2 separate regions of the Zea mays genome follow, and region 2 is linked to region 1. A link is a contact called in public Hi-C data. All regions are on one chromosome and are shown on one strand. The core of a region is the stretch at or near the end of the contact, and the rest is flanking DNA. Distances in the headings are between cores, read along the strand shown. Region 1 holds the start of LOC100383057 (O-fucosyltransferase family protein). Region 2 has its middle 46 kb from the start of LOC109939478.

Evidence for each region. Hi-C and Micro-C count contacts between places; a contact is called where the count stands out from the background.
Region 2: a contact with region 1 is called in a Hi-C map of leaf, with 10 times the contacts expected there. The contact joins the enhancer-like site here to the promoter of LOC100383057 in region 1. A contact is called at or near these places in 5 of 25 Hi-C or Micro-C datasets (bundle sheath, ear, endosperm and 1 more).

The regions. Positions count from the first base shown.
Region 1 is chr5:52,899,431-52,905,813 of Zm-B73-REFERENCE-NAM-5.0, forward strand. LOC100383057 (O-fucosyltransferase family protein) reads left to right here and starts at 3,089. Exons shown (of 11, transcript NM_001175733.1): 1 at 3,089-3,338; 2 at 3,594-3,644; 3 at 3,750-3,840; 4 at 4,435-4,511; 5 at 4,781-4,869; 6 at 4,987-5,106; 7 at 5,445-5,561; 8 at 5,664-5,807; 9 at 5,897-6,020; 10 at 6,154-6,345. The coding sequence starts at 4,811.
Region 2 is chr5:52,986,980-52,993,216 of Zm-B73-REFERENCE-NAM-5.0, forward strand. No RefSeq gene overlaps it. Among protein-coding and RNA genes, the nearest start is that of LOC109939478, 46 kb to the right of the region's middle. Within about 2 kb of position 3,167, at least 18 of the 20 cell types and tissues checked have an H3K27ac peak or open chromatin away from gene starts, as enhancers often do. A contact at or near this core is called in bundle sheath, ear, endosperm and 1 more, where this site is marked.

The DNA.
Region 1 (6,383 bases), core at 1,839-4,338:
AGATTAGACCATTTGCACAAGAATCCCAACGACTATAAACGGATATAAAAAATGTCAAAGCATCCAAAAATGACTTGCGGAGGATCTGCCCCTCAAGGTCAGATGGTCCGCGATACATAAAACTGAGCCAAACCGAAGTTTTGCTGACTCTGCATGTTTGCTGAAATTTATACCACGGATGGTCCGCAATACAAAAACTCCAAGGATCTGTCCATCACCTCGAGTTAGACCCGGACGGTCCGCCAGTACCTCAATTCAGCCTATATTCAAAATCGCTTTTGAATACGTTTTTATTTGAAAAACCAAAGCGTTGTTAGCCCTCATGCACATGCATCAACTATATGTTCTTTGAGGCACTAAGATCTCATCAAGAAGATATTATTGACCCCTCTTGATAGTACAACTATCTAGCCTACTAATCCGATCAATATTCTTCTTTAAACACCTTTTGACCGGCAAAAGCAAAAAAACCTATCTGCTATCTTTTACCTTTGCCTTGAGCATTCAATTCCATCTCCTCAAATGATGAACAATGGCCATCCATAAGTGTAGCCAACCATCCTACTTTATACCATTTGTTCATAGCATGAAGTTCCTCCATCATCTTCATTAATCCACTTGATGAATAGCCCAGATCAACGCTTGTCTTGATATCTCTATAATGATATGATCCACTCCATGTCATCACATGGCCTTATTGGTTCATCCATCTAAACATAGCTTGCTCTTCACCATTTCATTATGTCCATCAGTGCCAAGTCCTTGCTCTTGCTTCATCGCCATGTGGTCTCTCACACATGAGCCTCTTACTTGCCCTTCACACTAGAAACTTGGTCCATCTAAGCCAAGACATGTCTCTTGATGTTCTCCATATAGCCACATGACATCATGTCATGTCTTCATATGCAATGAGCTCCTTCATCACACTAGATGAACATATCAATATCACCAAGCCACATCACCACCATGGACCAGATAGCTCACACTAGTGTACTGCGGACTAATCACATGTGTATCTCAATATAAAACTTATTAGTCCATCTAAGTTGTTAATCATTTACCAAAATCAAACAAGGTCTCACAGCTGCTCGTGCCCGGCGAGAGCGGGCGGTATCGCCTCGCTCTCGCGCGCGCTCTCGCACACGTCCGGGAGAGAGGCGGACGAGAGACAGGCGAGAGATAGACAAGGCGATGAGTGCACGGGTGAGAGGGATAGGCGAGAGCGAGGTGGTAGCTTCCTATTGGTCCACGTGGCGCCACGTGTGCTAGCCGTTGCAACTGGCCGTTTTTGACCGTTTGGAGTCCAAAAGATTCAAAAACAAATTGCAAAAAATCACAAATTTATCCCAATCCCTCTATAAATACCCTACCTGGGTGGAGCTCATTTGACACACCATTTCATCTCATTTCTCTCTTGAAACTCGCCTTTTCTACTCATCTCCACGTAATATCTTCCTCGAGCACGAACTCAAGTGAAGGAGCCGAAGGTGCAATGTGTAATGCATTGTAAGCAGCAATGGATGAGTCTATGCTCAACCTCAATGAAGAGTCATCGACGTTACATCAATCGTGATCGTGAGTCTGCCCATGATCGGCTTCATCAAGACTACTTCACCGATGACTGTGTGTATCCTTCGAATTACTTTTGGCGCAGGTATCACATGAGGCGACAATTGTTTTAGTACTATGCATAGATTAGGTAAATACTCTCTGTATTTCACCCAAAGAGAAGATGATCTGGGTCGACTTGGTCTCTCTCTCCTACAAAAGTGCATCGCAGCTCTGCACTTGTTAGCCTATGGATTCGTTGTATATTCGATAGATGAGTACTTAAAGCTAGCTAGATCGACTACATTAGAGTGTCTAGAGAAGTTTTGTGAGGGTATCATTCATTGTTATGGGGAGGAGTTCTGTCGTCAACCAAATGTCGCTGATACTCAGCGTCTACAAGCAAAAGCAGAAGACTGTGGCTTTCCAGGCATGCTAGGGAGTATTGATTGCATGCAATGGCAATGGAGGAATTGTCCGGTCGCCTATGTCGGTCAATTCACAAGGACAGATATCAAACATCCCACTATCATCTTAGAAGTCGTTGCATCGTATGATCGATGGATCTTGCATGCATTTTTGGGCGGTCGGGTCCAACAATGACATTAACGTACTCAATTAGTCGCCATTATTCAAGGATGTCCTTCAAGGTCAAGCACCCATAGTGAACTTCATTGTTAATGGACACAAATACAATATGGGATACTATCTTACCGATGGCATATACCCTTCCTGGCCAGTGTTCATCAAGGGTATTCCTCTTCCATAAAGTGAGAAACATCAGTTATTCACAAATGCTCAAGCAACATGCCGCAAAGATGTCGAGTGCGCTTTTGGGGTGTTGAAATCTCGGTTCAACATTATAGCAGTTCCTGGACGTTCATACTCTCAACATACTCTTGGTTTGATCATGTGTGCATGTGTCATTTTGCACAAGATGATCATCGATGACGAGCGTGATACCGATTTGGATGAGACATATGAGACAGTTGATTCTACCGTCGGCCCATTAGTCTACTACAATGCAACCGCGAGCCTAGCATCCAGGATTTAAATGGACAACGAGATGACGAACACATCGATGTAGACACAACTCCTAAATGATTTGGTTGAGCATGTATGATGACATAATAATCATTAGATTTATATAATTTTCTATTAATTATTATATATTTTAATTGTCATGTACTTTCTTTGAATTATTGTGTACTTTGTATTTTAATTTTTATAAAAATGTTGTGTGATTTTTGAGTGCTAAAATAAATGTATGTGAATTACTTAATGTTGAAATAGAAAAATTGATGTAGCTATAGACTGAGGTTACTGTGCACTGGAGTAGGGCGCGAGAATGAAGTGAGGGCTGACTTGACTGACCGAGAGATGGTGAACTAGAAACACGCTAAGGTCTACAAGACTACAACAGGGCTGTGTGGGCCTGACTGGGTAGTTTGTTCCCCGTTGTTTTTTCGAACCCGACCCAACTCTGTCCTCACTTCTCTCGGGAGCCGGGACTCGGGAGATTACTTCGCCGCCGTCGCCTCGCCTCCGCAACCGCGACACGACACACACCAGCGCCGCCACCGCGGAAGGAGCAAGGTTGAAGAAGAAGCGGCACCCGCCACAGATACGCCGCGCGGCGGCGCCATGGCCGAGCTGCGGCACGCCACGGCGGCGACCCGCGCCACCAGTTCCCCATCCAAGCGCGACGCCGAGGCCGCGTCCGCGTCCTCGCCCTTGGTCGCGTCCCCCCGCGTCGACGGCGGCAAGGACGGCCTCCGCCCCCAGCCAAGGTGGTCACTCCCGCCCCCCCTTCCGCTCCCTCCTCGCGCTCGAGGACCCCAGGTCCCCCACGGCTTCCGCCTCCTACCGGATTCTCGTCGCCGCAATCGCCTGCTTCGCGCTCACTGCGCTCTTCTTCGCGCCTTTCGTCTGGACACGCCTCGTCAGTTCTTGGCTCCCTGATCGCTTCCTCTCGTATCATATTCGTTACGTTTCATCGAGATATCAGACTCGCTGCTTACGCTCGTGCTGCTGCTGGACCCTAGAACGCGCCGTACCTGTGCCGCAAGGAGGGGATTCGGCTCCACTGCCCCAGGGTAAAGAGGCCTTCACTTGAGCAACGCATTCAGGGGAACCTGATTGTGCATGCAATGTGATTGGAGCCTGAATGTGATTTTGTTTGGCTTGGTGTTATGATGTAGGTGAGGCAGCGGGACTCTCTGTGGGAGAATCCTCATGCTGCAGCAACTTGGTGGAAGCCGTGTGCTGAGCGTCAGAGTCATGAAGTCTCAGGCAAGTACAAAATCAGAGTGTTCTGGCTAAAAGTTTGATGCTAATTGGGTGGCTGCTTTAGTTGCATCCTAGTTTGCTGTATTTATGACCCTGATTTGTTATTAGTGACTTGGATGTGAGCCATGACAGTTTTTCATTTGATGACGTGCCACTCTTAGTCTGGAATTACACTGGTTGGAGAAAATAATCATGGATGTGCAATCTGTATAACCGCAGAGTAAATTTTAAATAGGACAATTATGCCAAGAAAAAAGTTATGATGTTGTCACGCCCAGCATCTGTATAAAAGTTAATCTATCTGAATCAAATCGGAGTCTAAATAGGCTCAGCCAATTTGTTAGCACATCTTAAGCTTGAAGAGATAACTTAAGCACCTGCCAATTTTTTTACCAAAGCACCATGTCTAGGATCTCAATTGTGCATGGCTATATGCCCTCTTAGGAAAGAATTTTAACTTTGTAAGCCATGACTTTTCAAATCACGTTAGTTCCTCATTATTATTTTTGTTTACCAAGCAGCAACTTAGCACAAGACATTCACTTGAAAAGCTATGGTTCAATCCTGACAATAACCAGTTTGATCTCTATTTTGCAGACCTCGTGTCAGAGAATGAAACTTCTGGGTTTATATTTATTCATGCCGAGGGTGGATTAAACCAGCAACGTATAGCTGTATGTATGTGCCTTTCACAATTTTGCCCTTTGAGTAGTTGTCTTGTAAAGAGTAAACTCTTGACTGATTCCACTATTTAGACTGGAAATGGAAAATGTTAACGTAACTAAACTTTTTTTTCTACTTTCTAATTTTTCTTTATGATGTTTCGTTCTTAATATTATAGTTCAGAAGATCATCATCCTGTTGCCAGATTTTTTTGTCTTCATGTTATCTTAGTAGCATTGCACATTTATTAATTTTGTTGGGATATATGATTTGTTTACAGATATGTAATGCTGTTGCAATTGCTAAGATAATGAATGCCACACTTATTCTGCCAGTGCTAAAGCAGGACCAAATATGGAAAGATCAAACGTAAGTGATGAACTATGATTTCCTTTTAAACAACTTATGGTTACCCTTTTCGTTTACATTATGTGTTCTCTTTTTGTGATTCCTGTAGTAGTTGAGAACTTATATCTCTTTGTGCAGGAAATTCGAAGACATCTTTGATGTAGACCATTTTATAAATTATTTGAAGGAGGATGTGCGCATTGTTCGAGATATTCCTGACTGGTTTACAGAAAAGGATGAGCTTTTCACTAGTATAAAGTTAGTCTCTTCATTTTCAGCTATCCATTGTGTCTTAACTGTTACTTACTGAATAGCTTGTTGCTAAAAATTACACACAAGTTTTATACTGATATTGGTGTTATCTACAGTATAAAGTTACTCTCCTTTTGTCATCAATATAAGCATTATGATTGTTAGTGAGGATTATTACACCTCAACCGCATGAACCAGAAGTGCAACCTGACTGGAAATTACTGCTGGACTTCTATTCTCCATCTTTTGTTTTTGCAAGAGTTATTATCCTTACAGAAAGTTGATGTAGCTAGAGATTGTGTTTGTAACTCTCTCCTTAAGGTTTTGTATGTTTGTTGTAACAGGCGCACTGTGAAAAATGTCCCAAAGTATGCATCAGCACAATTTTATATTGATAATGTCTTTCCAAGGATCAAAGAGAAAAAGATAATGTCAATCAAGCCGTTTGTTGATAGGTTAGGGTAAGTGTATCACAGCATCAAGATGGCAACATAAGTAACCATTGTCCTATCCTTTAGATACATCTTTAGATGTGTTAATTATGTATAATCGTTCCATTTCAGATATGATAATGTTCCAATGGAGATTAACCGACTGAGGTGCCGAGTTAATTATCATGCTTTGAAGTTTCTACCTGACATTGAAGAGATGGCTGACAAGCTAGCAACAAGGATGAGGAATCGAACAGGAAGTTTAAATCCATACATGTAAGCTCAGTTCGTTCTCTTCTATTAAGAATCGGCTGTCTGCAGTTGAGAAATTATTATCTCATGCTCCATCGCACCTGCTTCCAAAGGGCTCTTCATTTGCGATTTGAGAAAGGAATGGTGGGCCTTTCATTTTGTGATTTTGCTGGAACTAGGGAGGAGAAAGCTATGATGGCTACTTACAGACAGCAGCAATGGCCAAGGCGGTACAAGGTGATGCCAACTTTCAGTTTTTCCTTAATACTATATTCCTTTTCAGTTCTCCTTCAGTTTTATGAAAGAATGGTGGATCTTTCTTCAGTGACCAATGCACTATTTGAATACATGGTTCACCTGTTGCTTACAGAATGGATCTCACTTATGGTCACTAGCACTAGAAAAGAGAAAAGAAGGCCGCTGTCCGCTTGAGCCGGGGGAAATAGGAATTATTTTGCGTGAGATGGGGTATACTAAGGAAACTCAGATATATGTTGCATCAGGGCAGGTGTATGGTGGAAACAACAGAATGGCACCCTTGAGAAATATGTTCCCCAATCTGGTAGGTGTTTCTGAAGTTTATCTAGCAGGTCTTTTTTT
Region 2 (6,237 bases), core at 1,917-4,416, 88 kb after region 1:
AGGCCCCTACCTGGCGCGCCAACTGTCGGTATCTCGGACCCGTGGGGGGTCCCTTGGACCGACCAGTGAAATCGCTGTGTGCCCCTGCCCAGATGGGTTGGCGCGGGATGGAACACAAGAGGTGGGACAAGCCTTGTATTATCCTGCACCAGGGGTGCCGCTCGTAGTAGGGGTTACAAGCTCGTCGCGTGGGAGAGAGAGAGACACAGAGTCTATCCGCTGCTTCCCCCGCGCGAACCCCCCTCAGGGTGGCCCTGGACCTCCCTTTTATAGAGGCAAGGAGAGGGTCCAGATGTACAACGGGGGGCGTAGCTATGCGCTAACGTGTCCGACAGTGGAGTGCCTAATCCCTGTGTAATGCCAACGTGGCCGTTGGGGGAGAGCATGGGCCCTGTACATGTGATGGCATGGCCGTCGGAGGAGCGCCTGAGTCCTGTAGGAGCACAGCTGGCAGCGCAGCAAGGATCCTGCTGACGTCTCCTTGCTGTCATAAGGGGCTAGGAGCCACCAGCGTCATGGTGCACGCGGGGCACCATCATTACTCGTCGCCGGGGTAAGCCAGATGGGACGCCGGTCTTGTTCCTTGTAGCCTGAGCAGGCTAGGAATAGGGAAATGATGTATCCCCTATTAGCGCGGTCGGTCCGAGCCCAAGGTCGGTCGAGGCGGAGACTTCTCTTGAGGCCGAGGCCGGGGTCGGGTGAGGACGCGTTTCCTCCCGAGACCGGGGTCGAGGCCGAGTCCGGGGGTCGGGCGAGGCGGAGACCTCCTCCCCGAGGCCGGAGCCTGAGGTCGGGCGAGGCGAAAACCTCTTCCCGAGGCCGGAGCATGAGGTCGGGCGAGGCGGAGCTTCCTGTTGCGCCCGAGGCTGAACTCGGTGGTTGATCGTGACTTGTTGTCAGTCGTCGCCGGGGTGGCTGACACGGCAGTCGGAGCGGAGCGAGCGACGCTGTTTTCCTGTCATATCAGATAGTAAAGAAGAGGGGCGAAGTGACTGCGGTCACTTCGGCCTGCCCGACTGAGGCGCGTGTGTCAGGATACGGTGTCAGGCATCCCCTACATTTAATGCGCCTGCGAAGCGGTCGGTTGATGAGGCGGTCTGGCCAAGGTTGCTTCACAACGAAGCCTACCCGAGCCGGGCCTCAGGAGAGCCGAGGGGGCGCCCGCTGCCTAAGGAGGCCCTCTGGCGAGGCATGAACTCATTTGGGACTACTGTCCTCACCCGAGGCTGGGCTCGGGTGAGATCGCGTCCCTCGGGTAGACGAAGTCTTGACCTGAACCGCACCCGTTAGTTGGTCTAAGGGTGTTTACCAGCCATGATTAGGAGCGTTGGGGGTACCCCTAATTATGGTACCCGACAGTAAGTGAATACCAAACCTTAATAAAAATAATAGAACAAAATTAATAATAATCCCAAGCAAATGTAAATGACAAAATTGAATTTAAGTTTCATAAATTAATCATCAGAGAGTCCTGAGCTGCTCTTGACCGTGAGCTCGGCTAGTATACCAGTTTTACACTCTGCAGAGGTTGTACCCTTTACCCACAAGTCGTGTTTCCCATGTCACCAGGGCTAGCTAGACCCTTAGACACTACCGAGGTGAATGGCTAGGGATCCACTACGAGGCCTTTACAAAGTTCCACTAGCTTCCGAAAACCCGCTACAGTTTATGGGAAGAGCACTTGCAAGAATCACCCGTCTGACCGCCATCGCAGCAAAATCAACCCGAGAACCTCCTTGCATGCAACTCCCCTACTGCCCTTGCACCTTTCGGGTAAGGTAGTCTTCCACTAGCTTTCCTAATTAGTTAGCCAATGGGTCCCATTCCTCCCTTATGGTGGCACGTGTTTCTCAAGTTAAGCTCCATGTTCCAATTAACAATAATATAATGATCTTGACATGAACATAAATAGAATAACAAAATAACTGGAACATGGATATAATGAAATATTAACCCAAAACCATGTAAAGCAATAGCATAAACTTCCCATGTGATTCAGGGGTAAAACAAGGTAAAAAGGATAAACAGACTAGGGTGACCTATTGGGTCCCATCAAAATTAAGCCTATGCATTGAATAGTGATAATAAAGAATATTATTGGGTAACAAGAGTGGATCAAGGGCACAACTTGCCTGGCACTTGAGATTCCAGTTACCAGGGTGATCTTCAGGCGACTCGAAACCTCGCTGCTAGTCATAGCAATACAACAAACATGGTATAGACAAAAATTAACATCACACCAATCATAAGAACATACTGCATAATAATGATCTACGTGTTGCTACGAGATCGTGGGAACGAGAACCACTAAAATCAGAGTTAATGTTAAGGAGTTATGATTCTATGGAGGATTTATGTGATTAAAATACTAAACTATATTATAAATTGGTTAATATAAATCATATGAGAGGTTATTCTATAAATAATTATCTCAACTTTAATCTAAGTTATAAATTAACCATAAATTATATTCTAGTAGATTATAATGATAAGTAGATTAACAAGACTAACCAACATAAGTTAAATAGAAATCTAATTATAAAATAATGAGGCATGGTATAATAAATGTTGTTATTGCATAGTAAATATTTATACGAGACTAACGCAACTTGAACGGATAAAATCGGGGGTTATAGATTTTAAGTAATGAATTTCTAAGGATTTTATGTGTTTTGTACAAGATTAAATAGAATATTAATTTTAATGCAGTTTTCATGTCAAACCAGAGACACTATGTGATAAACCATAATATTATAGAATTATAGAAATTCGAATGAACTCATTTGGACTTAGTATGAATTTTCTATGAATTTTATAAGTTCTAGAATTATTTTGGCACTAGAAATCCATTTTCTAAACCCTTTTTCTTATTTTCTCACAGCACTGGACTGCGTGCACAATAACAGAAAATAGCAGACCTCTGTGCAAGGTTTCCTAGACTCAAGCTAATTCCGCAGTGGACCGCATGTTCATTTGTGAAAAGGGAAGGGGCTCATATGCGAAAGACCATGGCCAAAAGGGTAAGGACTGCATTGGGCCGCCAGATTAGAAGTCTATGGTTCAGATTAGACTATACCATTTTATGAATTCATATGCATCCAGGCCATAGGATCAAGGATCCACGGCCCGAAACCAACCACGTCTGCATTTCATCCCTGGTCCTCGATCCCCCGATCGACGATTCAGATACAATGCGCTGAAAGGTTACTGCTATGCTCAATCTGAGCCGTCCAACTGGGTGTCAACGGCCAAGAGACCCTCTTCCACCCACGTTAGTAGACCAGGAGGCGCCACCGGTACGACGGCGATGAACGCCGGTGAGCCCTCCTGACTCACGCACTCGCCCTAATCCCATAATCGAACGCGGATACACTATGTGTACACCAATGCGAATTACATGGAGAAGTCCTTACCGTGCGCCACACAAGCAGGAGCACTGACCACGGCGGAGGGCGGAATTGCGGTGGTTCCTCTACTTCGGCGAGAAATTGCTGCGCAACTGCCCAAGTTCTGGGGGGTAAGGTCATGACACCATTGGGACACCTCTATGACCCTCCTAAGCCATCTATCGAGGATAGAGCGACTCTGGACGCAAGCCGTCGACGGCGCTCCTCCGCTTTTCTCTCTTCTTGCCGCTCCTGAGCTCCGACTGCGTCACTCCTCTCCCGATCTCTCTCTCACGCTCGGTCGCGGGTAGCATGCGTTGATGGGAGGAAAAGACGGCAACCCAAGCGCCCAATCTTATAGCCCCAAGGAAGGCCGGGCGAGGATTCCGCCGGAGCCCGCCATCATCGCACGATCGTTGCGGTGAACCTGTAGAGGGGGAGATGGTGCTAGGGAAGTGTGGGGTGACGCCTGGTCATCTTATGCCCCACTTTCCCCGCGAGAATAGCTACTATCCGCAACTAATTCCCTGCGAAGATGGAGTTCTGGGCACGGTCCTCACGGGTTGTTTACACGGCACAGCAGCCAGTGGAAGAAGAACCATCCCCCTCTGGGCATTGGTCCCACATGTCAACGATGGGCGCTCTGTGCGGCTGACGACATGGCCCACGTGCCAGCGATGCCCAGGGAGCGACACGCACGCGAGGCCATTGAAGAGGGCCGGTCCATCGGTAGAGGGATGAGGGTTTGGGCCGAAAGGAGGGGAATGAGGCCCACATGGCTGGAATTGTTTTCTATTTTTGTTTTATTCCCTATTTTCAAATTCAAATCAACCTTCAAATTTGAACTTCCAAATTTTGTGGCAAATGGGTCCTCCAATTTAATATACAATTTGATCATCCCAGTATAAAATTTATTTTGTATTATATATATATATGTTTTTTTATAGTATCTCTCCCTCTGATTTTGCATTTTCAAACCTAAATTTAGGGTCAATTCCTATTATCATCTCATAGTTGTATTTCTACTATTATTATTGTTATTATTATTTAAATGCACAAGCAAACAAGAATTCCAACATGACGCATAGAGTATTTTATTAAACATTTCGTTCTCTTAATTATGTTTAACCCATGTTATAATAATGAGATGGCAAATCAAATAATGATATCCACATTTTTCTTTATTGTTCATTTTTTTGGTGCTACAATTGATTGAGTGCAACCATAGAAAAAGGATTGATCTTTTGGGTCCAAATAGCGTCTACATGCAATTTCACCATCTTACCACCAAACAACTTAAGGACCGATGGTCCATAGCAACTGTAAGATCACCCTCTTTAACACATGTACAACTGATGTGCAAGGGGTGCATGTACAACCCAATGTGGAGGAAATCATTTGGAAGTGGACAACCAATGGAATTTACTCCACATGTTCGGCATACATGATTCATTAAGGGTATGTTTGGGAGTGAGGGAATATTCAAGGGGATTTTAACCCCTTTAGGACTGGTTTGGTGACATTGAATAGCAAGGGGATTACTCCCCCATGGATCCCCTCATGATCCCTGATCACCAAACCTATCCTCAATCCCCTCCAACCCCTTTGTTCCCAAATAATCCTTAAGAGGATCATATCAAACATTCAAGCACAAACTCATCTCGAAGGCACAAACAGAAAAACAAATGAAAAGTACACGTTTGGATCCTATGGCACAACAAGGCCTTAACGGTGGACAGGCTAGAGGGTGGCCCCATCAGAAACATTATGTTTTGTGTAGGGCTTCATCTATCGTTGCCACACCCCTTTACAAAGCCCATTTGCCGCCTAGTGATATCTTGGGAAGAACCGGCCTTTTTCCCTGTTTCCAGTTTTTCTTTTGAGATGACTATATTGGCTGATCTTTAATCAGTAGACCTGCAGCTAAATTTCTTGGAAACAAGGGAAGTGCTTCGGTACTCTTTTCTTAAAAAACAATAAACAAATACGAGCTTAGTTAAGCAATTTTAGCAAAGGCCCATGGGCTTCTTGGGAGAGGAATGCCAACCGTTGTAACTTCATGACTTCATGTGTGTTAGGTGTAGGGAAACGGTGAACAAACCAAACCCTAGGCCCACACAGCCCACCGAGCCCTAGCCTCTTCTGAACGCCCACCGTAGTGGAGAAAACAAAGAGCGTTTTGCCGTGAATCAAGTCATGGATTAGGGATAAAAATCTATGAATGTCTTTACTTGTTACTTGTTAGGAATATATCATGTGCAAGCCAGTCACTTAATGCAAATCGTACAAACCAACATGTTGGTAGAGGTGGTGAGAGAGTGCATTCGAAAATCTATTATATTATATTATACTAGGTATATGCCAGTGCGTTGCAACGGGGTCACTTATGAACGCGTAAGACATTGTTTAGTGATGTTATCAAGAAAAACTCAACAATCATAATAAATATCCAATTCTGCCATTTCAAACAACCAAAATTTAGCTCAATGTCACTATTAATCGAAATAATATCCTTTTCGTCCTCAGCCTTCTTGCACATAATATCCCTCTTTCGTAGCACAAGGGTATGCGTCTTCAGAGTTTGAAGTAGAATTCCATGGATGCCTTCTTTTCCTTGGCAAATAGCTTCTTTTCTTTCTCAGGATCAACCTAGATCTAGTATTTTGAAAGTTGGATTCAGTGAAAAATACATATCATGAGGATAACTGATAAGCAAAGATGTTGGACCGCACAGTGTAATGCTATTTTGGTTTTGAAAGGGAAGTGTCGAGATCTTTGTCTTTCATTAGACAGAAGTGGAACAGTGTAATGCATAGGCTCACCTTTGAGCGCAAGAGACGTCATGCTCGTA